Regions from separate parts of the Mus musculus genome. Here regions 1, 3, 4, 5, 6 and 7 are each linked to region 2. The links are chromatin contacts, called in public HiCAR-type, HiChIP or PLAC-seq and promoter capture Hi-C maps. All regions are on one chromosome and are shown on one strand. Each heading gives the region's core, a stretch centred on a gene start, on an enhancer-like site or on the middle of the called end of the contact. The rest is flanking DNA. Distances are from core to core; before and after follow the strand shown.

What was found. Promoter capture Hi-C pulls out the DNA fragments that hold promoters and counts their contacts. HiCAR-type assays count read pairs that join an accessible place to other places. HiChIP or PLAC-seq counts read pairs in DNA pulled down with a chosen protein or histone mark.
Region 1: a promoter capture Hi-C map of pre-B cells shows a contact between it and region 2, with 12 times the contacts expected there. The contact joins the enhancer-like site here to the promoter of Dnajb9 in region 2. A contact is called at or near these places in 3 of 39 promoter capture datasets (cranial neural crest, hippocampal neurons and pre-B cells), 1 of 484 Hi-C or Micro-C datasets (myeloid progenitors) and 4 of 115 datasets of contacts at active chromatin or transcription factors (astrocytes, large pre-B cells, pro-B cells and 1 more).
Region 3: an H3K4me3 HiChIP or PLAC-seq map of embryonic forebrain shows a contact between it and region 2, with 13 times the contacts expected there. The contact joins the enhancer-like site here to the promoter of Dnajb9 in region 2. A contact is called at or near these places in 3 of 39 promoter capture datasets (cranial neural crest, frontonasal cranial neural crest and hippocampal neurons) and 3 of 115 datasets of contacts at active chromatin or transcription factors (astrocytes, embryonic forebrain and stem cell-derived neural progenitor cells).
Region 4: a contact with region 2 is called in a promoter capture Hi-C map of pre-B cells. The contact joins the enhancer-like site here to the promoter of Dnajb9 in region 2. A contact is called at or near these places in 2 of 39 promoter capture datasets (hippocampal neurons and pre-B cells) and 2 of 115 datasets of contacts at active chromatin or transcription factors (large pre-B cells and pro-B cells).
Region 5: a promoter capture Hi-C map of pre-B cells shows a contact between it and region 2. The contact joins the enhancer-like site here to the promoter of Dnajb9 in region 2. A contact is called at or near these places in 3 of 39 promoter capture datasets (the C10 cell line, cranial neural crest and pre-B cells) and 4 of 115 datasets of contacts at active chromatin or transcription factors (embryonic forebrain, large pre-B cells, pro-B cells and 1 more).
Region 6: a contact with region 2 is called in an H3K4me3 HiChIP or PLAC-seq map of forebrain, with 13 times the contacts expected there. The contact joins the promoter of Lrrn3 here to the promoter of Dnajb9 in region 2. A contact is called at or near these places in 5 of 39 promoter capture datasets (cranial neural crest, embryonic stem cells, hippocampal neurons and 2 more), 1 of 484 Hi-C or Micro-C datasets (olfactory sensory neurons) and 3 of 115 datasets of contacts at active chromatin or transcription factors (embryonic hindbrain, forebrain and large pre-B cells).
Region 7: a contact with region 2 is called in a HiCAR-type map of astrocytes, with 6 times the contacts expected there. The contact joins the enhancer-like site here to the promoter of Dnajb9 in region 2. A contact is called at or near these places in 5 of 39 promoter capture datasets (the C10 cell line, liver, maxillary cranial neural crest and 2 more) and 3 of 115 datasets of contacts at active chromatin or transcription factors (astrocytes, large pre-B cells and pro-B cells).

The regions. Positions count from the first base shown.
Region 1 is chr12:41,876,584-41,879,563 of GRCm38.p6, forward strand. The region is part of intron 6 of Immp2l (IMP2 inner mitochondrial membrane peptidase-like (S. cerevisiae)); the gene reads left to right. Among named protein-coding and RNA genes, the nearest start is that of Gm46348, 110 kb to the right of the region's middle. Within about 2 kb of position 1,653, at least 59 of the 459 cell types and tissues checked have an H3K27ac peak or open chromatin away from gene starts, as enhancers often do. A contact at or near this core is called in pre-B cells and pro-B cells, where this site is marked.
Region 2 is chr12:44,208,689-44,211,388 of GRCm38.p6, forward strand. It overlaps Dnajb9 (DnaJ heat shock protein family (Hsp40) member B9), which reads right to left and starts at 1,380. Exons shown (of 3, transcript NM_013760.4): 1 at 1,252-1,380. Mir5627 (microRNA 5627) reads left to right here and starts at 1,625; the gene lies at 1,625-1,685.
Region 3 is chr12:41,313,752-41,316,734 of GRCm38.p6, forward strand. All of the region lies in intron 4 of Immp2l (IMP2 inner mitochondrial membrane peptidase-like (S. cerevisiae)), which reads left to right. Among named protein-coding and RNA genes, the nearest start is that of Gm25497, 33 kb to the right of the region's middle. Within about 2 kb of position 1,255, at least 38 of the 459 cell types and tissues checked have an H3K27ac peak or open chromatin away from gene starts, as enhancers often do. A contact at or near this core is called in embryonic forebrain, where this site is marked.
Region 4 is chr12:41,850,872-41,853,571 of GRCm38.p6, forward strand. All of the region lies in intron 6 of Immp2l (IMP2 inner mitochondrial membrane peptidase-like (S. cerevisiae)), which reads left to right. Among named protein-coding and RNA genes, the nearest start is that of Gm46348, 140 kb to the right of the region's middle. Within about 2 kb of position 1,445, at least 34 of the 459 cell types and tissues checked have an H3K27ac peak or open chromatin away from gene starts, as enhancers often do. A contact at or near this core is called in pre-B cells and pro-B cells, where this site is marked.
Region 5 is chr12:41,681,266-41,684,218 of GRCm38.p6, forward strand. All of the region lies in intron 5 of Immp2l (IMP2 inner mitochondrial membrane peptidase-like (S. cerevisiae)), which reads left to right. Among named protein-coding and RNA genes, the nearest start is that of Gm40412, 75 kb to the left of the region's middle. Within about 2 kb of position 1,291, at least 4 of the 459 cell types and tissues checked have an H3K27ac peak or open chromatin away from gene starts, as enhancers often do.
Region 6 is chr12:41,484,618-41,487,317 of GRCm38.p6, forward strand. Lrrn3 (leucine rich repeat protein 3, neuronal) reads right to left here and starts at 1,440. Exons shown (of 2, transcript NM_010733.3): 1 at 954-1,440. All of the region lies in intron 4 of Immp2l (IMP2 inner mitochondrial membrane peptidase-like (S. cerevisiae)), which reads left to right.
Region 7 is chr12:41,649,078-41,651,777 of GRCm38.p6, forward strand. All of the region lies in intron 5 of Immp2l (IMP2 inner mitochondrial membrane peptidase-like (S. cerevisiae)), which reads left to right. Among named protein-coding and RNA genes, the nearest start is that of Gm40412, 43 kb to the left of the region's middle. Within about 2 kb of position 1,279, at least 3 of the 459 cell types and tissues checked have an H3K27ac peak or open chromatin away from gene starts, as enhancers often do. A contact at or near this core is called in astrocytes, where this site is marked.

The sequences.
Region 1 (2,980 bases), core at 403-2,902, 2.3 Mb before region 2:
ATTTTCAAAGTTTTGTTGCAGCAAGATCTTTTTCTAGAAAAAAAAAAAGGATAAAAGTTTAAAATGGTATACTTCTCTAATTCACTCTCAATTTGTTTTTTTGTCCAGTTAATCCATGCAATTTGACAAGAAAAATATGAAATTTTAGGAGATTTTGTCTGTATTAACAATGATGGCCAGGAAAGTAGTAAGAGGACCGATGTCACATGGTCTTCAGAGGGAACTTTGGTGCCCAGCATCTATCTGTTTCAGCCTGTTATTAAAGATGGGAATACTTACTTCATTTTGTCTATAATGTACTATCCCTAAAATTTAGCCCATTGAATCATGTGTACATGTACTCTACTACCATACCTACCACAGGACTGTGTTTACGTATAAGCATATACATGGCTCTATTTCCATATAAATTGGAAAGCATGACACCAGAAAACAGACCTCTTTTCAGCTCTAGGGAATGAGGACTGCTTTTTTATCTTTTTTTTTTTTTTTTTTTTTTTTCGAGACAGGGTTTCTCTGTGCAGCCCTGGCTGTCCTGGAACTCACTCTGTAGACCAGGCTGGCCTCGAACTCAGAAATCCGCCTGCCTCTGCCTCCTGAGTGCTGGGATTAAAGGAGTGCGTCACCACACCCGGCTTTTTTATCTCTTTAGGGAACTAAAATGAAGGATTTGCTTTCTATCCTGAACTTCCATAACAATCCCATTAACATCTTAGGCTTGCTCTGTCACTCCACTCCACTCAGTTCTCCTTCCCTGTTCGCAGTAAGCTCTCATGAGGTTGCTGATTTCTTTCTCTCACGATGTTGTCCCAAGGAAGGAAAGAAAGCCTCCGTGGGTTTCAGCATTTTCCTCCTCCTCCTTCCTTGAGCTGTGATCACACACTGAAAGCTCCATCCTGTGCTGATGTTTGAGAATCTGTTACCATGGAGCTATTCCCCAGCTCAAAGGATGGTTTTATTACATACAGTGTTACAGGAAAGGAGGATGGTTAAAATTAAACTTAAAAACCCTTGATTAATAATAGAAAATGAGAAAAAAATGTTTTCAGAATCGAACATGGGGTTGAGTGCAATGTATTGTTATGGTTACCCTTGTTCTCCAAGGAGCTCCTTTTATTTTATGTTTTCTGTTTGTGGGGAGGGAATTGTAGCAAATATAAAAGACTGTGTTGTCTGCTAGCTACTGGGCATATGTCCAAAATACAAGTGGACGTTAACTCAATTCAGCAGATAAGATTTCCTTAGGGACTTTTGGAAGACTTTCCTAGTTCATTTCTATGGCCTGCATATGACCTGTGTGTGTCCTCTCAGACAAAGCTACTTAAAGAAAAATTAATAAGATTTGGTGTGTGCATATGGGGAGGTCAAGAAAGACTTAAAAAGAATGAACAGTAAACAGAATTTTGAGGTACCAGTGATTTTGGCAATGAAGATAGGCTTCTTGCGTCAAGGCAGGTCTAGAAGAAGCTGATGCTGAGGAAGCATAATAAACTCTTTGATGAAGGCCTGCATCACACACAAAATGTGCTACTCTTTAGCCAGTGGTGAGCCTGCTTTGAAGGCCAACTTCTTGATTTCTTACCTAGAGTGAGTGACCAGGGTGTGGAGTTTTTGAAGATGTGTGGTTTTAGAAAAATAACAATTTTTGAATTGAACCACATCTTAGCTACTTTGCATATTTTCGAACATTTTGAAGTACATTAATGATCTAGGAAAGCATGTTTACCAAAAAAAAAATCTATGTATAAAAACTCTAAAAAGTTATTTTTAATAACATTTAAGAGTAATAGAATTTAGAGATACATTAAGGGGTAAATATAATGAGCAGCAATTAAACATTTTAAATGTCTTAAAAAGCTGTTAAGTGATTTATGGGGATCCCTCACTTTTTGGGAGGTAAAGAACTACAACTACTAGGCAAGAATTCAGAGCCTTCTCTGCTTGTAGGACCTATGCCCAGATAGGAACACAGAAGGTACCTGGCATTAGGTGACAGCAGGGTCCCAGGCAGTTCTGTTGGCCATGCTTAGCTTTGGCTCTAACCGAACTATGGATATATGTTGCACATGCCTGACAATTGTCATAACAACAGGGTGTGGGAAGGAGAGAAATGAGGAAGTTGTGGCTTTTCTCGGTATGGCCCAGCAGTTAAGAATTTGGGATTCCAATTAACAGCTGGGTGTTTGTTTAAGCTCTTCATGCCTCAGGTTTCTCATCTGTGAAATTGGATCCATAATCATATTTACCTCGTCAGATAGCCCTAAGGATTAAATTAAAAAATATATGTAAATTAGGTTAGACATTTGTACACAGTAAGTTCCCAACTTTTAATAACCACCTGATATGTATGATGACTGCTGTAATATTTTATAATCTCCTCAGAGGTACTTAATTGATACATATCTGAGTTAGTCCTTTGGCTTTATAGACCCTTCTGGTAGACTACATTAAGGAATGCACATCACTAAGAATGCTTTTAGGTTTTCATTCTTGTTTCGTTATAGTCAGTCTTGGTGGAAATGTGCCTAATTGTACCCCAGTGTTCTCTAAAAGCTTCAGTCTACTGATTGTTGGGTGCTTATATGAGATGGTTTTTTTTTTTTTAATCTTTTCTTTATAACCATCTTCTCAAGGAGTCCTCATTTCTATTATGCAGCTTACTGTTTCTCTGGTAGAGCACTCATCCTCAACTCTCATAGAAGCTGCTTTACTTTCCTATGTAGACTTTTACAGTGTTAGATGGTTGCAGATGTCAAATACTTAAAATTTGATTGGACACAGGCCATACTAGCTCTCAGGCTCTCCTGCCCTGCATGTGGCAACAAATGGTCTTAGTTTGCCAGTTTTCCTGCAAATAACTTTCTGTGGTATTTGTTTGGTTCCTCCCCATCCAGTGGCCATATTAATGTATATTACAATACAGTTTGAATTTTAAGTGTGGCCTTCATAGCTTGTTGAGCCCTGTGTTCCTAGCAGGACT
Region 2 (2,700 bases), core at 130-2,629:
TCAGAATATAAACCAATTACTGAAAAAGAAATCTGTCTTTTCTGTGTTTGGCTAGAACCGCAGGAAGAAAGGCAAAGGTGGGGAAGGAAAGATTTTTCTCAAATCTGTAAAATCTATTTGATCTTAAAGTGGTTAAAATAGTCTGTTTGCATAAATTTAACTTCCCAAATACTTCAGAAATATCGGTAAATAACATCTGCTTAAGGCTCACAATTAGTAAAACTTATACTTCTTTGAAAGCTGAGCTACCAGAGGAAGAAAAGTTTATACTTTGGATAAGTTGGGTTATTACTGGGCTTCCCAGATTTCTCAGCAAGTAAAATGTTTCTCTTTAAAACAAAGTTTTACCTAAGAACTATTGGTAACACATAATGATTCGAGATGAAGTGTATTTCTTTGCTTTTTTGAATGCTGTACCACAGAAGTCCTTAATGACCTATGATGACATAACAGGGCTGATGAAAAAGGCACTATGGTTTGTGGAAACTGCCAGCCAACCTCTCCTGTGGCCTATCCTAAGCATAATTAGCAGGTAGATTACTTTTTTCCCGAGACTTAGTCATAGTCACGCGTACCAAGTACAAACTCTCTAAAGAACTCAAGCAGAAAGCCTGGCGTTGTGCCCCACGCCTTTAATCGCAGCACTCAGAAGGCAGGGGCAGGCGGGGATCACTTTGAGTTCAAAATCAGCCTGGTCTCCATAGTGAGCTCCAGGGCAGCCAGATCTACCCTGACTTAAAAAAAAAAGTAGATTTTTTTTTTTAAAGTTAATGTAAGCGGAGCATGTCCGATGATGGTCGCCAGAGGCTGCGGTTGTTCGCTAGTCAAAGGGCTGGTCCACAACTGACAGCAAGGCGGCTCGGTGACAAACGAGATCCCGCCGCTTCAAGCTGCCCCTGGAGATGTTTTTAGTGCCCGAGCTTTAGCTTCCCCATCAAACCCACTCTGCCCAAACAATGGGATCGCCCTCCCCGAACCCGCTGGAGGGCTGGCCGGTCCGGCGTCCCGGCCCACTCCACTCAGAGCGTCAGCTCCATGCTCCGGCCCTGCCGGCGAGCTCCGCGACCTGCCGGCCTGGCCTCGGGGAAGACGACCCCCCAACCCCACCGCAAGCACGAGCTGTGACGCAGCCATCTCGGGGTACAGTCGCGTCGCTTGGCTTCCCAACGCGGCTGATAGGTGGTAGGACACCAAGGCCAAGGCGGAACACAAAGCGGGACCCGACTCGGCGCCACCCTCCCCGGTCCTTACCTGTGCGCCCCGACGCAGCTTCTCCACAGCGCGGCGGCCCGGCTCCGGTTCCCTGACCCCGGCCGCACAGGCTCCGACCTCGCCTCCGAACGCCGAGTAGCCTCCTCCCAGCTCGGCCCGTTCCCTACTGGCGGGAGCCCGTGGCTGGCGCGACCGCTTATAGAGCCGACCTACACGAAACGCTTCCCCATTGGCTCCCGCCGGCCCACCTGACTTTGGCGCCCTACGCGCACGTGGAAAACTGTTGTTGCCGTTTGGTCCTTGCGTCACTTCCGTCGCCACCCTCCGAGGGGCGGTGCCAAGGTGTGCGGAAGCGGAAGTGAGTCGACGATTTCCTCATCCTTCCCTGGGGCGCATCGCGCGCAGGCGCTTTAGAGGGTGCGCCGGGCCCTGCGTCCCCGCCCTAGAGGACAGGGCTCTCCGGCGCCCCTCGTGGGCCTTTTCAGCCTGCAGAAAGCTTCGCTGTTGAGCGGTCATCGCTCGCGCGGTCGTAATAAAGAGCTTTTATTCATAAGTGGCCAGGTGACCAGAAAACTCAGGTCTCACCCTTAGGCGATGTGTCATTGAGAGGCCATTAGAGCCCAAGCCTGCCTCTGTCATGTTAGTCTCTTAATCCTCAATTCCCCAAAAGGCGGGAGCCCACTGTATTGCACACTGCTTTGTAGGCAAGACCACGCTGTGTTGCTTTAACACAGCAAAGTTTGCACGGGGCTCGGGCTTTTCCAGCTCTTTCCCTCCCTCAGCTTGACCTCATTTCAACAGTAGGTATGTTGAAAGTACATCTGAAAGTGGGAAGGTGAGGTTCCTGTGAGGTTGGTCACTCAGTGCAACCCTGTTTCTTGTTTTTGTTTTAATGTTAATTTATTTTGAGTGCTCTACCTTCGTGTACACCTCTTTGCCAGAAAGAGGGTGTGAGCCACCATGTGGTTGCTGGGAATTGAACTCAAGAACTCTAGGAAGAACAGACAACCCTCTTAAACCACTGAGCCAACTCAAAGCTCAAAAACCCTGTTTCTCCTGCGAAAAAGGAGGCAAAAAGAATGTAAGCAACCTTGAAAACTGCCAGACTAGAATTATAACTTGTCCCATTATGTCTTCAGTTATGGAAGAGAGCATAATAGATATTATCTCAACAACAGCATGACATATTTCAAAAACAATAGGTAAGTACTTAGTTTTATTCAGAAGCCAAGGCAAGTTTGTCAAATTCCAAAGCCAGGTTTGCTGAGTTCCAACCCTGGTTCCCTTACATTGTAACTGAAAGACCCTTTGTTTAATCCTTTGGCACCTCTGATTTTTCTTCTGTACAGGTAAACAGATAAAGGAGGACTTAACAGGGAGTATGTACTTATGTGAAAAATCAATGTATTTAAAACATCCCATTTCTTTTCCTCTTGTAATGAAAAATAATTCTAGTGCTAGCCTGACTTTTCTGTTACTTCAAACTTT
Region 3 (2,983 bases), core at 5-2,504, 2.9 Mb before region 2:
GGTAAGCAAGAGTATATGCCCACCCCCACCCCCATAGCCTTGTTTTCACTGGACCTTCCTCTCAAATATGCCACTGGTCTGTGCTTACACATTCCTCAAACTCCTCCCCCGTGTAAGGGTTTGGGAGATTCTGAGATGCCTCTTCTTCTCCCTGGGTTAACTCAATATGTCTGTCCTGTGACTTTCACCGATAGAAGGATGTTTTCTTAAGAGAGTATACTAGGTAGCCCTTCAGACAGAGTTCTCGTATATGGGAAATAAGAGACGGTTCATATTCATGGATGTTTGAAAAATATCCCATTATGGATATAAGAAAAAATACAATAGACTATATCTCCCTTCATCGGATGGCTTCAAGTCCATAGAAGTATTTTGTAAATACTTAGTGAAAGCAGTAAGAAATAGGAACGTGAGATCAAATCTTTCATTCTTCAGATGTATGAAACATTCCTGTCATGTAGAAGTGCAGCCCAGCACATAATGACTTTATGGGTATTGTTGAGATACTTAACCCATGCAAGACTATAACCCCAGCAATGTGCATTTACACAACTTTGCATTCCTTAAAGAGTGGGGAGCTATATCCATGGCCTTTCATTTCACAGAAGTTGTCGAAAAGTAATTGCTAGTGATTCAGAACATTTAAGCACAATAAATATTTCATAATTTGAAAGATAATAAACGCATATTTAATGTGCAGAACAATAACTACTGGAAGGTGATCAAATGAGCAATATACAGGTCACAGTTTTACCTTTTAAAAGTTCAGTTGTATGTTTAAACGGCACTTATTATTTTCTTGGGTGAAAAGAATAAAGCATATATTTTGGCCCCCATGAAAGTGTAGAAATGGATGACAGATCTACTTTTTGTTTTTGCTAGATACTACTTAGGAAATGTAACAAATCAAGACACACCAGTAACAGAGCACCAGGCAGTAACAAGGATGTGGGGCTCATTAATTAGTAGAGGACTATTTATCATCTTTCTCCTGTACTGACTGTCATACTCTTGGGTTTGGTCTCCCAAATTTTGCCGTGTAATGACAACAGTATGTGAAATTGCTGTTGGTTTTGGTTGAGTTGGAGGACCACTTAGAGAAGTCATACAGGATCCCAGAACTCTGTGAGCAGGAGGCTACAGAGCCGAGGGGCTATAGAAAAGCTTTCAGCGGGCTCATTTGTGTGGCCTGAATGGCTCACTGGGAGAAATACAGCTGGTGACAGTTATCCAGGGCTGGCTCAGGTTAATGAATTGTGCTTTGTTATCCTGGGGGAGTTTCCACCCCTGGGAAAGCTGCCTTCCCCCTGTTCCCCTAACTGCACCCCTGGCTGCTTGAAATATTGTTCCCCTTTGTTTTCTCGTGCTCCGGAGTTGGAGTGAGGAAAGGCAGATTCATTTATTGTTTAGTTGACTCAGAATGACTGCAGTTCCACAAACAAATTGGACTTCAGTTAGGCGGGCCTCTGTCATAAATAAACCCGGAAGAGATGGGCTTCTCTCTCTGGGCTGATGTGCTTCAGCTGTGTGAAACCCCCGCGTCTAAAAGGGCCTGATTGATTGCTGCGCTGGCTGACAGCAGAGCGCGCACAGCCCTGTTCCTCCCTCTGCTCCCCTGTTTCTGTCTCTGCTCCCCTAAAGCACATTGAGCAAAAGTTTATGGTACAGGAAACCAATATTCTATTTTCTGAATTATTCTTTTCATTTTAGGCTCCATTTAAAGAAAACTCAGCTCTATGATACATCCCTCTCAGTGATAATTCTTCATGATCTGGAAAGAAAACCTATTTTATAGATTGGTTAAGGGCATTTTCCACGGCTGGGTCAGGTGAATCACCATTTTCACAAATAATGTGTTGGACATTTTAAAATTTAACAACATGTTTTTGCTAGAGGCTGCAGCTATCTTAGCAATACCTTTAAATGCCTCTTTTCAGTGACTGTAAAATGCATTTTTTCCATTAAAGTGTATTTACTTCATTTTGTTTCGTGTGATTCAGTTTCATAAATCATTTGGAGACATAGAAAATCTGTCATTTCCCTCCCTGGTAGGAAAGTATATTCTTTATACTTTATGGGTATTAAGTACATACTTGACACTTATGGAACAGAAAAAAAAAAAGTTAAACCACAGAGTATGTCAGGATCAACCCTTGCCCCTTAACTGCAGATGCTATAAGGAGTGCATTCAGTTATTCAGTATTCTTGCCAAGTAGATTAGATGGTTTTGTTTAATTAATTAATTAATTAATTAGTACAGCATCTGTTGACATAGCCCTGGCTGTTCTGCAGCTCACTTTTTAGACCAGGCCAGCCTCAAGCTCAGAGAGAGGTCTGCCTGCCTGTGCCTTCTGAGTTCTAAGAGCAGAGGCACGCTCCGCAATACCCAGCATTGGTGTTAATTTTTTAAAGGTTTTAAAATATTTTTTGGCCGACATTTTGACCATGACATGTTTCTTTAAGTTGAGGTAAACGTGTACACCTTTTTATTGGTATGAGTTCTTAAAACTTTGAATTGTTAAAGGTCACCTCCAAATCACACAGCTAAGTTTTAGGGCCAGAGTTTACAGGCGTATCTATGTATGGCGGCAAAGCAAAATATGAACAAAAAGTGCAATCCAGATGTGGAAACAGGCTTTCTGAGAGTGTGTCAAGGAGCAGCATTGTTGGTACTCACTATTCCTGTGTCCAGGGTGCTCATTAATTTTTACTGTGTCACATTTCGAAGGCTCGTGATATTTGTAGCACCCCTGTCTTTTTAAAGACATGTAGCCTCATTAGGTCTGTTGTCTAAGGTGATGTTAATAAACAGGGCATTATGGCAGAGATTCAAGTGTTTGGAATGAAAATGATATTGTTTAATTTTTCTCACATTAGACTGTTATGCTTCATGGAGAAATTTAACAAAGGTAATTGGACAGACAACCAGTAAAAATTAGGTCAACAGCCCAAACCCATGAACACTTGCCTTTCTAGCAGACTT
Region 4 (2,700 bases), core at 195-2,694, 2.4 Mb before region 2:
TAGCATACATACTCAGTGTTCTGTGAGTTTTTATAAAATGCCTAGTAACTATGAGTAAGTTTTCCAGTGTTAACAAGGGCTACCCTAATTTAAAATTTTGACTTCTATCATGTTCCGCATTTCTCCAAGGATTCTGCACTAATCCCAGCCGTTCCTAATAAAACCCTCTATACTAGCTATTCAGCCCACACCAGAAGAGAACCCAGTCACCTGCACCCTATGCTCCAAGACACATAATGCAGATGAAGGAAGCAAGGGACTCTGAGAGGCAGTGAGGGCCTGTGAGGAAACAGGATTCCTGAAGGGCTAGTCTCCAATAGAGGAGGTGAGGTAACCATTCTCACTTAATACAGGTTATTTTGTAAGGCAATAATATTAGTTGTTTTTTGTCTGTCTGGTGTTTTGGTTTTTGTTTGTTTGTTTGTTTGTTTGTTTATCTGGTTGGTTAGTTGATTGGTTGTTTTCCTAACCCAGCTATGTCCCAGGAATTGATGCCTTATTGATGATAAGCCAGATCTGGCATCTGGGAGATCAGAGAAGACAATGGGGAGAGATACAGTAATGGGCCAGAAAGGGTTGTATGCATGATGACTTCTGAAATTGATGGATGGAACCAAAAAATAAGGGTCTAAAAATTTGTCTCTGAATATACTCTTGCCTTTTAATATGGAATTTACTCTAGAGCATTAACATAGGTATGGAGACATTGGGAAGCTGTTCTTTCTAAGTAGTTTACCTATCGCCAATGGGGAATTCTCTCTCACTCGCTTTTAACACCAGTGTAAATCTGATTGTTCAATTTTTTTTTTTAAGGACAAAATGTCCTCTCCATCTAGAATATAGAAAAATAATCTGGAGTTGTCTTCTAATTCAGTTAAAGAAATTGAACTGTACTCATAATTTCCCAACTACCAATTTCCATCAACCTTGTTTGTGAAGCTTTGGTGTAAGGTCCTTGGAAGAAAGGGTGAGATCTCCTTGTTCTTTTTCCAGTTGTAATTCGAGGACCTGAAAGGTGATAATCTATCTCCTAAACGGTTTTTTCTTTGTCCTTTGGGGGAAGTGGAAAGTATTAGAAAAATATCTGGCTATTTCTGGAATTAATGATGTGGGTATGTTGTAGACTGTTTTGTGTCAGGTGCTACTTAGGGTTTAAGAACTAGTACTAACTTTGACTGACTACCATAAATGCTCACGAGTCAAAACTACACCCCCTCATACACACCCATGCTTCCTTCCGAACCATGGTCTTCGCAGTGACTAAACCTATACTGTTCCTTCTAAGAACAATCTACATTGACCCAGAGTTTCTTTCTCTCTACCCTACTGTATTTTGTGGTGGTTATTTTTATCTTTGATGTAGAGAGGAAGTTTAGAATCATTGCGTTCAAAAGTAACTTTTGGTTTCATTTACGTGAAATACAGTGTGTGGATTAAGCACATCAATGATTAACTCTGATTCGCCAATAATACATCAGAGTTGAACTAAGGAAATAAATAAAAGCTCTTCTGCTTGGAAGAGCAAAAGCATATTTGAATTCTCTACTTCAGGCTTCCTGTGTCTTCCATTCTCCATCTGTCTTTTATATGAGTATGAATTTGTGCTGGCCTGAGGGTTCTCTTGTGGATCTCTCCCTCTGTCTGTATGTCTGCTTGTATCTATCTCTCTGTGTGTCTATCCCTGATTAAGGGCTTTGTTTTGTCTTTATTAAACAGCATGGAAAACAACCAATGGGATGGAATGGAGACTACAAATATTTAAGAGTTTTGTAAGGGGTTAAGTCACGGACTTGAATTGACTCCAACTGAGCCAGATAACAAAGAGTACAACAAACATCACTGTTTAATCAACCAGCATCCAAACATGTGTTTAACATTTATGCTGGATATTCATTTTAAAAGATTGCTTTGAACCTCCATATCTGCTGCTTTCAGCACATAATACACAAGCATTTATCTGGGTCAAATGCAGTAGAGGGTATGTAACTGAAGATTGCAGCTATGCATTAGCTTAGGTTTTAAGAGTTGAAATCCAAGGCTCATCAGGTTGATTATTACATTGTTCTCTTAAAAGTCGACCTAACAAAATGGCCGTGTACACAGAAGGACAGCAGTCGTAAGCGACCTGAAGGTGTGCTGCTAACTCTGGCTATGAAGTTCAGCAAAAGTTAGAGAATCTTAGAATATAAGAGAAATTTCTATAATATTGCTGCAGCACATGACAGTGATAAGAATATCCAGTAGGAGTTGTTCCTTTGTTAGTTTTATATCAAAATGATGCAGATTAGGCAATATGAAATGAGTGTTGTGGCTAGCATAAGTGAGGACTGGGAGGTTCTGGCTTGTGGGTGAAGATTGACAAATTTTCAGAGATTGTTTTGAGTGGTTGTTAAATAGATCTATTATTGCATGTTAAGTTTCATAAATTTACAAATAAAGTATAAGGTAAGTGATAAACATTAAAGACACCTCCCTAACTATTTTACTAGATAGCACTATTATACAGGGTAGATTGTAATGGTCCAGTGTGGAGTGTCTTCTCCCAAGTTCATAATCAGTGGTCTCCTACTGTGGCTTGAGATTGTCCATGGTAGAAGAATCAATATTCCCAAAATACATAGACACTACAAATCACCACACTTCCACTCTGCCCAGAGCCACCACTCTGCCCAGAGCCACGCGCCAGACATCCACTTAGAG
Region 5 (2,953 bases), core at 41-2,540, 2.5 Mb before region 2:
CCAAACAATCCAATTTAAAAATGGGGTAGGGTAGTCTGGAGAGATGGCTCAGTGGTGAAGAGCACTGAGTGCTCTTCTAGAGGTCCTGAGTTCAATTCCCAGCAACTACATGGTGGCTTACAACCATCTGTAATGGGATCTGATGTCCTCTTCTGGTGTGTCTGAAGAGAACTATAATTGAAATCATACATAACATAAATATTTCTTTTTTTTTAAAATGGGGTAGAACGCTACACAGAGACTTCTCATTATAGGAATCTCAAATGGCTGAGAAACATTTAAAGAAATGTTCAACATTCTTTGCCATCAGGGAAATGCAAATCAAAACTACTTTGAGATTCCAAGGTCAATGATATAAGTGATAGGTCATAATTTTCAGGATGTGTAGCAAGTGCACAGCCCTCCATTGCTCATTGGAGTACAATCTTGTACAGCCACTGTAGAAATCAATATAGCCATTTCTTAGAAAATGGGAAAGAGTTTTCCTCAGGACTTAACTATACTACTGTTAGCCATATACCTAAAGGATGCTTCATCCTACCAGAAGGACACTTGCTCAACCATGTTCATTGCTGCTAAGAGTCCACTTCCTCCTTATAGATATGCATGCAAATGTATTTATAGTATCCAGAAACTGGAAACAAACTAGATGTCCCCCAACTGAAGAATAAATAAAGAAAATATGGATTTTTCCCAGATGTTAGGAAAAAAATCCTTCAACCCAAAATGTGTGCTGCCTATTCAATGTGCAGGGACAAAGATAGAGAAGAGACAGAGGGAATGCCCAACCAATGCTGCCCCAAACTGAGACCTATCCCATGGGCAAGAACCAATATCTGATTCTTAATGAATGTTATGCTTGCAGACAGGAGCCTAGCATAATTGTTCTCTGAGAGGTTCTACCCAACAGGCAATGAAAAGAGATGCAGAGATCCCCAGCCAAACATTAGATGGCTTGCCTGCCTGTGGATCCCATTCCTTTATCTGGGCCATCTTGTCTGGCTTCAGTGGGGGTGCATGTGCCTAGTCCTGCAGTGACTTGATGTGCCGGGAGGGGGGGTTGTAGTGTGTGAGGGAATGAGGAGGGAGGGATGGGGGAGGATCTGCATGAGGGAGGAGGAGGAGAGGGGTGCTGATACTGGAATGTGATGTGAATAAATACATAATAAAAAGGATGAAACAACAACAAAATGACATCAATACATTTGCAGGCAGATGGGTGGACCCAGCTTCCATTTTGTGAAGCTCCACTCTCAATGCCTTTCCATTAACCCCCCTAATTGTATGATCTAGTTCAACATGCAGTATCACTTCTTCTTTTAGACTTAGCTTAGTTTTCACAAAGGTCGAATATAAACACAGTGTTTTTTTTTTGGTTTTGTTTTATTTTCTGCCACACATTTAAACAAATGATTTAAACTGGGTCTTTCACATGAACAACTTTCATGTAACTTACTTTTGTTACTACAGTAAAACATTTGCCTGAGGTTTATGACCTAGAATGCTTGCAGCTAAGAGGTCACTCCCTCGTAATACTTTGGTTCTTAACAGTTAAAATTCATGCTTCAAAAACTCAGTTGTGATTATTTCCAAACATGTTTATACTGGCTGCACTTTTATCATACCATCTTATTTAATTACACATTACACACCTTGATGAAATTCAATTAAGGGGAAAAACAAATCAAATATTTAGAACGCCTGAACTAGAATGAGTTTGCTTTCTTAAATGGCTGTCAAATGGGACAAGACAACTGAAAAGTCCCGAGGAAAATGCATAAAAATCTGCAGGGATTCTGTCTGCAGATTTCGATTCAAATATCTTTAAATATGTTCCAATGTAAGGAAATTAAAAGTAGGGTTTGTAACCAGGATATACAGGTGTGCTTTGTAAAATAGAGACTTGTCAAGAATTCAGCTCAGAGGTTTTATAACCAAAGAAAATGTCTTTTTAAAATTTGGAAATGAATTATGCATTGCACATATTATAATATATTATGATGTATTGTGTGAATGTATTTTTGTGTAATCCTTTGCCAACTTAAAAAGAAATTCTGACAATTATCAGTCTGAATTGTATTAAATAAGATAATTTCTTATTTGTTTGACTTTGACTATGCTTTCCTTCCACTTGAAACATCCTAATCCCCTCTCCTTCCTGATTTGTGTTTATCCTTCTCATTCAGTGTCAACAAAGGCACCCTGAGACTCTTTACATGCTCGCACAAATACTTATTAGAAACAACTACACAGGAAAAGCTTAGTATCGTATAAAATGGGGGGTATATTCATCCTGTTTCATATAAGTATGAATAAATCTTATTTTAATTATAAGGACTACATTAAACTTTCCTAATCTGGGTGTCTTAATCTATTGATCTCCATGGTAATCACAGGTTTGACAATGACTCAGAGATTGATAACATTATGTGGATAGAACACATCAAAATGGAGTCATGTATTAATTTGAGAAGTGTCAGGTCCAAAAACTTGTTAGCTTTTCATGCATTAAAGCCAGGGAAATCATTTGTAGCAGAGAAAGGCTGTTGGTATAGACACATGACTGCAAAGCATATCTCTAAATGAATAGCACAGTGGAGTGAGGCAGTAATTGGCAACACAGGATTTTAGTGAATATAGAGGTTTCCATGGCAAGCCTGTTTCATCTAATCAACGTGGTATTTTGCAATCATGGAGAGAATATAATTATAAGCATTTATTATCTAAGTGGACTGGTTTTTGATAAGGGTGAAATAGAACTGCTTTTGTTTGAGAGGGATAGGTATCCAATCCAAAGAGTCAGAGATTATGGTTATTATGTGTTTCTGGTGCTTCCAAGGGAACACAGGCTTCTCTTGGATTTGCTTTTTGTGACCAAATAGCTGTTTAACCACAGATGTGCTAGAGGTTTAGAGATGAATATATACCCCTTCACTGGTGACTGGTATATAGC
Region 6 (2,700 bases), core at 190-2,689, 2.7 Mb before region 2:
GATTAGAGGCACAGAAACAAGGACATATTGTTAAAAATGAATAAATTAAAGCCGAGTTAAGCCACCCGGCTCAGTGAGAGCAAACAGTCTTCATAAATAGGAAATGTACTTTGAAGCCATACTACCGCGATGCTGTTCAATTACCAAAGGTGACTAGAGCTCTCCTGGTTCATCTCCTGGTTTCCCTAGCATGGTAGCTTCCTGGGCTGCATTAGCAATCAGACGCTTGCACTGTCCCCTCAGAGCAGTGAGGGGATGGGATGTTATTAAAGGGAAGTCATTTACCACAATCGGGAAGATGTAGCCTGGCAGAAATTCAATACCGGTTTGTGATATGCTCATTCTGCTACTCTGCCTGGTGCCCTTCACTCCTGACACACTACAGCATCCCCCTTAAATCTTCATCCCTTGGGGCGGGCTGGGGGGTGGGGGGACAACGCCTCATTGGCTTCAGAACAGAGAAATATGAGTGATCTGCTTTTCGTTACAAGAGCTGTGGGGGCAAAGGACCCTGATTTTTCCATCTCCCTCTGTTTCTCTCTCCTTCTCCCCTCTCTCCCGCTGCCTCCTCTGCCAGCCTCTCTGTCTCCTTCCCCTCTCTCTCCCTGCTTCTCTCTTGGTCCTTCTGTTCTCTTTTCTCTGCCTCAGTCCCCGTCTCTTCTCTCTCCCTCCTCTCTCTCTCCTCCCCCGGCACTGCTTTTCTCTCCCACTCACATCCTCTGATGGGCATTCAAGCTAGTAAAATGCCTGCTTGAGAATCCCACGAACGCAGCTAGGCACACACAGAGCCGGCGGGGTTTGCATGTTCACTCAAAAGTGAAATGCAAAGAAAAATGCCCTTAGAATTCAGACAAGGGGAAAACATCAAAGGAGAACTGATGTGTAAAAACTCCGGCACCAACAAAAACACGAAATAGGGAACATTTAAACAGATAGGTATATTTTAAACTTACCTTGCCTTAGCAGATGCAGGGATAGCCCTCCTCCGGTGCCCCTGCTTGCTCAGTTCCTTGGCTGAAATAATCACATGGCTGTCTTCTTGCCCCAGTATAAATAGGTGCATATGTATGTGTAATAAAGTACACACAATTACATACTATAGATATGCACACATGCAAGCAATGGTGTCTCTCTTTCTCTCTCTCTCTTTTTCTAAAATATAAAGGAAGGCAGGAGCCTGCAGCTAGGATTCCTTCTTTTGACTGGAACTCTCTCCGGCAGCAGCAGGCTGAGCCTCTCAATCCCGTGAAGAGAGATCCTGCTAGCTGGCGTTATTTCTCCTCGTTTCCATGGTGGTTAGTGGTGCATCGTTCACCAGATCAGTTGTCACACTGACACGGTGCTGCCTGCTCAGCGGTCATTAATAACTGAACACCCTCCACTCCCCAGAGAGGAGCCAATCGCTTCAGACTGCCAAGATGTAGCACTCGCAGCTGCTCCAGCCTGGTTGGCTGAAGCAGCCTGTCTGTCCTATGACAGTGCTGCTTAGGGTACAAATAAATGAAACAGGCTTGCATATTTTTCCTTGGAATCATTTTCTTTCCTGTTTTTTCTTTTCCTTTTGGAGCAATGTGCAGCGCTTTTCAACAAGTTCTCCCATTTGGAATGTGATCAGTCATTTGGAGAAACGGTGGGGTTTTTGTTTGTTTTGTTTTTCTGTTTTTCATTTCCTCTGAGATAAGACAGGAAACACTTATGAACAAGGATTTCCTGAATATTAAAAATACTTGATAGTGACTCTGCCTCCCTGTCTGTGAAGTTCAGCAGTGGCTTTACATTTCAGCCTGCAGCCTGCAGCTCTCCTGCCCCTTGTTTGTTTCCCTACAGATCCTACTTAAATCAGCCTATGTGCATGCAGCTAATAGCCTCTCTCTCTCTTTCACTCTCTCTCTCTCTCCCTCTCTCTCTCCCTCTCTCTCTCTCTCTCTCTCTCCCTCCCTCCCTCCCTCCCTCCATTCCTTCTTTCCATTTTTCTTGTTGGTACTTTGTGTGTGGGTTTATTTTTTGTTTGCGTATTTGTTTAGGTTTTACAATGACATTTCTTAAAATTACAACAAATATTTGCTTCTCCAATACTCACAACAATGGTATGTAAGGAGAAGCATATACAAAATAAACTTTTCCAATTATAACTACTTATCTATACATGGTATAACAAATCTGATGCCACACATCGGACATGTGTTGTATGTGGCATTGCTTGTGCCTGCATCCAGATGTACATGTATGTGTGTGTGTGCGCCTGTGTATGCGTTTTAGATGTATGATTTATTAGTAATAACTCAGGGATCCTTTCCTCTACAATAGACTGAACAGTTAAATTATCTCTTTTTGCACTTACGGCTATCAACTCTGAATGGCTACTTAACTAGGAAAATGTTTTCAATAGGAATTATATGTAAAACATTTGGAATATTTAGACTAGAAATCATGCCAGCGTGGTCATGTGTTCAGCTCCAGAACAACCATGACAAATAGAAGAATATAAGGGCATGCTTTCCAGACAGTATACTAGAGAGACCTCCTGAGAGGAGTGGAACATGGGAACAATTTTCAACAGGTCCAAAGCTGCCTTATCTGAGTCTCCCCTTGCTTTGATAGACTGCCCTCTAGTGGAGGAAAAGGAAATGGCATTTATTAGATTTACTGGGGGAGGGGGGAATAACAACAAAAAGCAAAAGCATTAGCACTAATTGTTTC
Region 7 (2,700 bases), core at 29-2,528, 2.6 Mb before region 2:
GGATTATTTGTTTTTGAAGAACAAAGACCTGCTCTTGCCCCATGTGGGCCTTGTATTTTCTGGTGGCTTGGGAATCAATAAACTGTCTTTCTACCTACCAAATACATACTCATGGATGATTGAAGCTGCTGGTGTTTCTATGATAGGAGATTTTTCTTTGTCCATTGCTTTTAAAAAAATATATTCAGAAGAATCATATTTTAAGAAAAGATTAAGTGTTCCATGGAAGAAAAATCTTTCTGTTTCTGAAGTGTACACAGCTGTTAAACTTAATTAAACAGATTTTTAGAAAAGGGACTGGAGTGCAAGTTCATGAAAATCTGACAGATACGCTTTGTAAGTGAAGAAGAAAGCTAATCGAGCCAAGCATAGCAGCTTAATATTAATTTTTAAAACACTTCCAGTATATTTGTTGTAAATCTTGACAGTGCTATTTTGTATTTTCTACTGAGTTATTCTACAATTTAACTTTAGCTTTTGGTTGTCAGAGATTACTAATCAGTTGGAAAAATTTAAAATCTCGCCACATTATGTTGATATTTACTGCAAGAATTTTAACCCTTGAATGAAATGCAATTTGTAGATGAAAATAGTGAAGTTATACTTTCAAATAGAATTGATGTAATCGATAACAATCAGTTAAAAGGAATGGAGGATTAACAACATTCTATACCAAATCAAGGCTAATAAAACAGGTTTGATATTTATTTGTAGCATTTTTTAATACTTAGCTTTAATTCTTTTTAACCAAATCTTGACTTTTTTTAATTGACTAAAGCACAGCTATGCCATTTTAACAGAAATTGAGCTCAACAGTGTACCCATAGTTCAGTGAAAGAGGAAGAGCCAAAAAGCCTAATGAATTAGAATTTGTTGTGTCACCGTCAGATCCTGGGAAGCTTGTAGCTGCATTCGGTCTTTGAATTGAATTCATGATTTTCCTTTGTGCCTCTTGTGTGTGGATTCTGAAGGAACATTATTAAGCATTAGATTTCACCTTCTCAGTAGGGAAAGCGTATAAGAAAAAACGTGAAAAGCATAAAGGTGTTTAAATTAGGCCTGCTGGGAATGAACGCAAGAAATAACACCAAATTGTGACTTATTTAAATTACTCGCAATTTCAAACCCTTTGTCTCTCATTCAACAACAAATGCCAGCTTTTGTTCTCTGGGTAGAATTATGAGGCAGTAACTGGCATGCTTAAATACAGTAATGGAATTAGAAGAATTTCAAGCCCCGACTTAACCATCTCTGAAAAGATGTCTTTTGTGTTCATGCTGTGGAAAAGGATCACAGTAGGCTTCCTTCAAAAACCCACTGGAGAATAAGAACACAGCTGAGCTCCTCAGTAGTTCACCAGTCACAATTGCTGCAAATAATTGAAGATTTAAAAACAAATTATGCTGAGCAGCATAAATGCTATGGCATGCTGTCTCGCAGGGCTTCAATTGATATGTTGTGTAGCCAAAGTCCTGTCATCAACAGAATACCCCTGAAAATGGGATGTTGGTCCCGGTGAGTTCTCCGAGATAGGCAGTGCCTTTACTCATGCTGGAGAGGAGACAGGCACAAAACACTCCTCTGATGCTTTGAACGGGAAAGGCTGTTGCTTCTCTAGGTCATTTCCATTTAAAGACTTGTTATCATTGATTATGCTGAACATAACTCCACAGCAGTGGCTCTCTCTGTCCCTCTGGAGGACCAGCAGCAGAGAGGATCTGTCCCCTAAGTACATCAGCAGGCCTCATAGCGCTTGTCCTCACCTAATGTCATCATGACTAAAAAACCACTTACAAGGTTGTGTGTCCGAAAGACTTCCTAAATCTTTTCATGTTCGTCCCAGCACAGATAGTATCTAACCGAAAATCTCAGGATTTTTCTTCCCCACGACACATAGGTAGCCTCTGATCATCTTACTCCATTTATGCTTACATTTATGTATTTTAGTACCCATTTCCTAAAACAGGAGCATACCTTCATTTGACTGAATAATAGAACTTTAAAGTTGAGGCCAGTTGACATTGTATTTGAGGTGACTGCGGTCAGAAGGTTATATGCCTTGCTGTAGTTATGTGGTTAGGTCTGAACTAGACCTCAGTTTCCTTATCCTGCAGTCTAGACGATCAGCTGGTATGCTGTGGGAACCTGTAACTTCACTGCAGCTATCTTTTATTCCGCTGGATACCTAAGTCATGGAATGGGATTTCTAGAGACCCTTTGTTCTCAAACTTTAATGGGTTTGTCCTTTCTTGTGGGTAAGTGCCAAGCTTTTCAAGTTATCTATGTGTTTATGTCGATATTTAGCCACTTCAACTTCTGAAATTGTTGCCCTCCTGCAATCCCCCTGAATTTAGATCTTTCTTAATTCCATAGAAGTGGGCTTTGAGCTACTGGGACAATTTTGTGAATAAGTTTATAATGTTAAGCTCTATTTTCCTTGTACCAGTGTATACAGAGAGATCCTTTCTGCTACACATGGATATCAGAGCTTTTGAGCATATTATGTGAGATCTCCTTTGTGGCTCTTAAGCTCCTCAGAATCATGTAGAAGTCTTTCAGTAACTTTCTATTCAGTTTTAGTTTCACTTTATATTTTTATTTTATATGTATGTGCATGTGTATGTAAGCCACAGAACAACCTCAGATATTAATCCTCAGGTGTCGTACACTGAGTTTTGGGGTCTCTCATTTGCTTGAAGC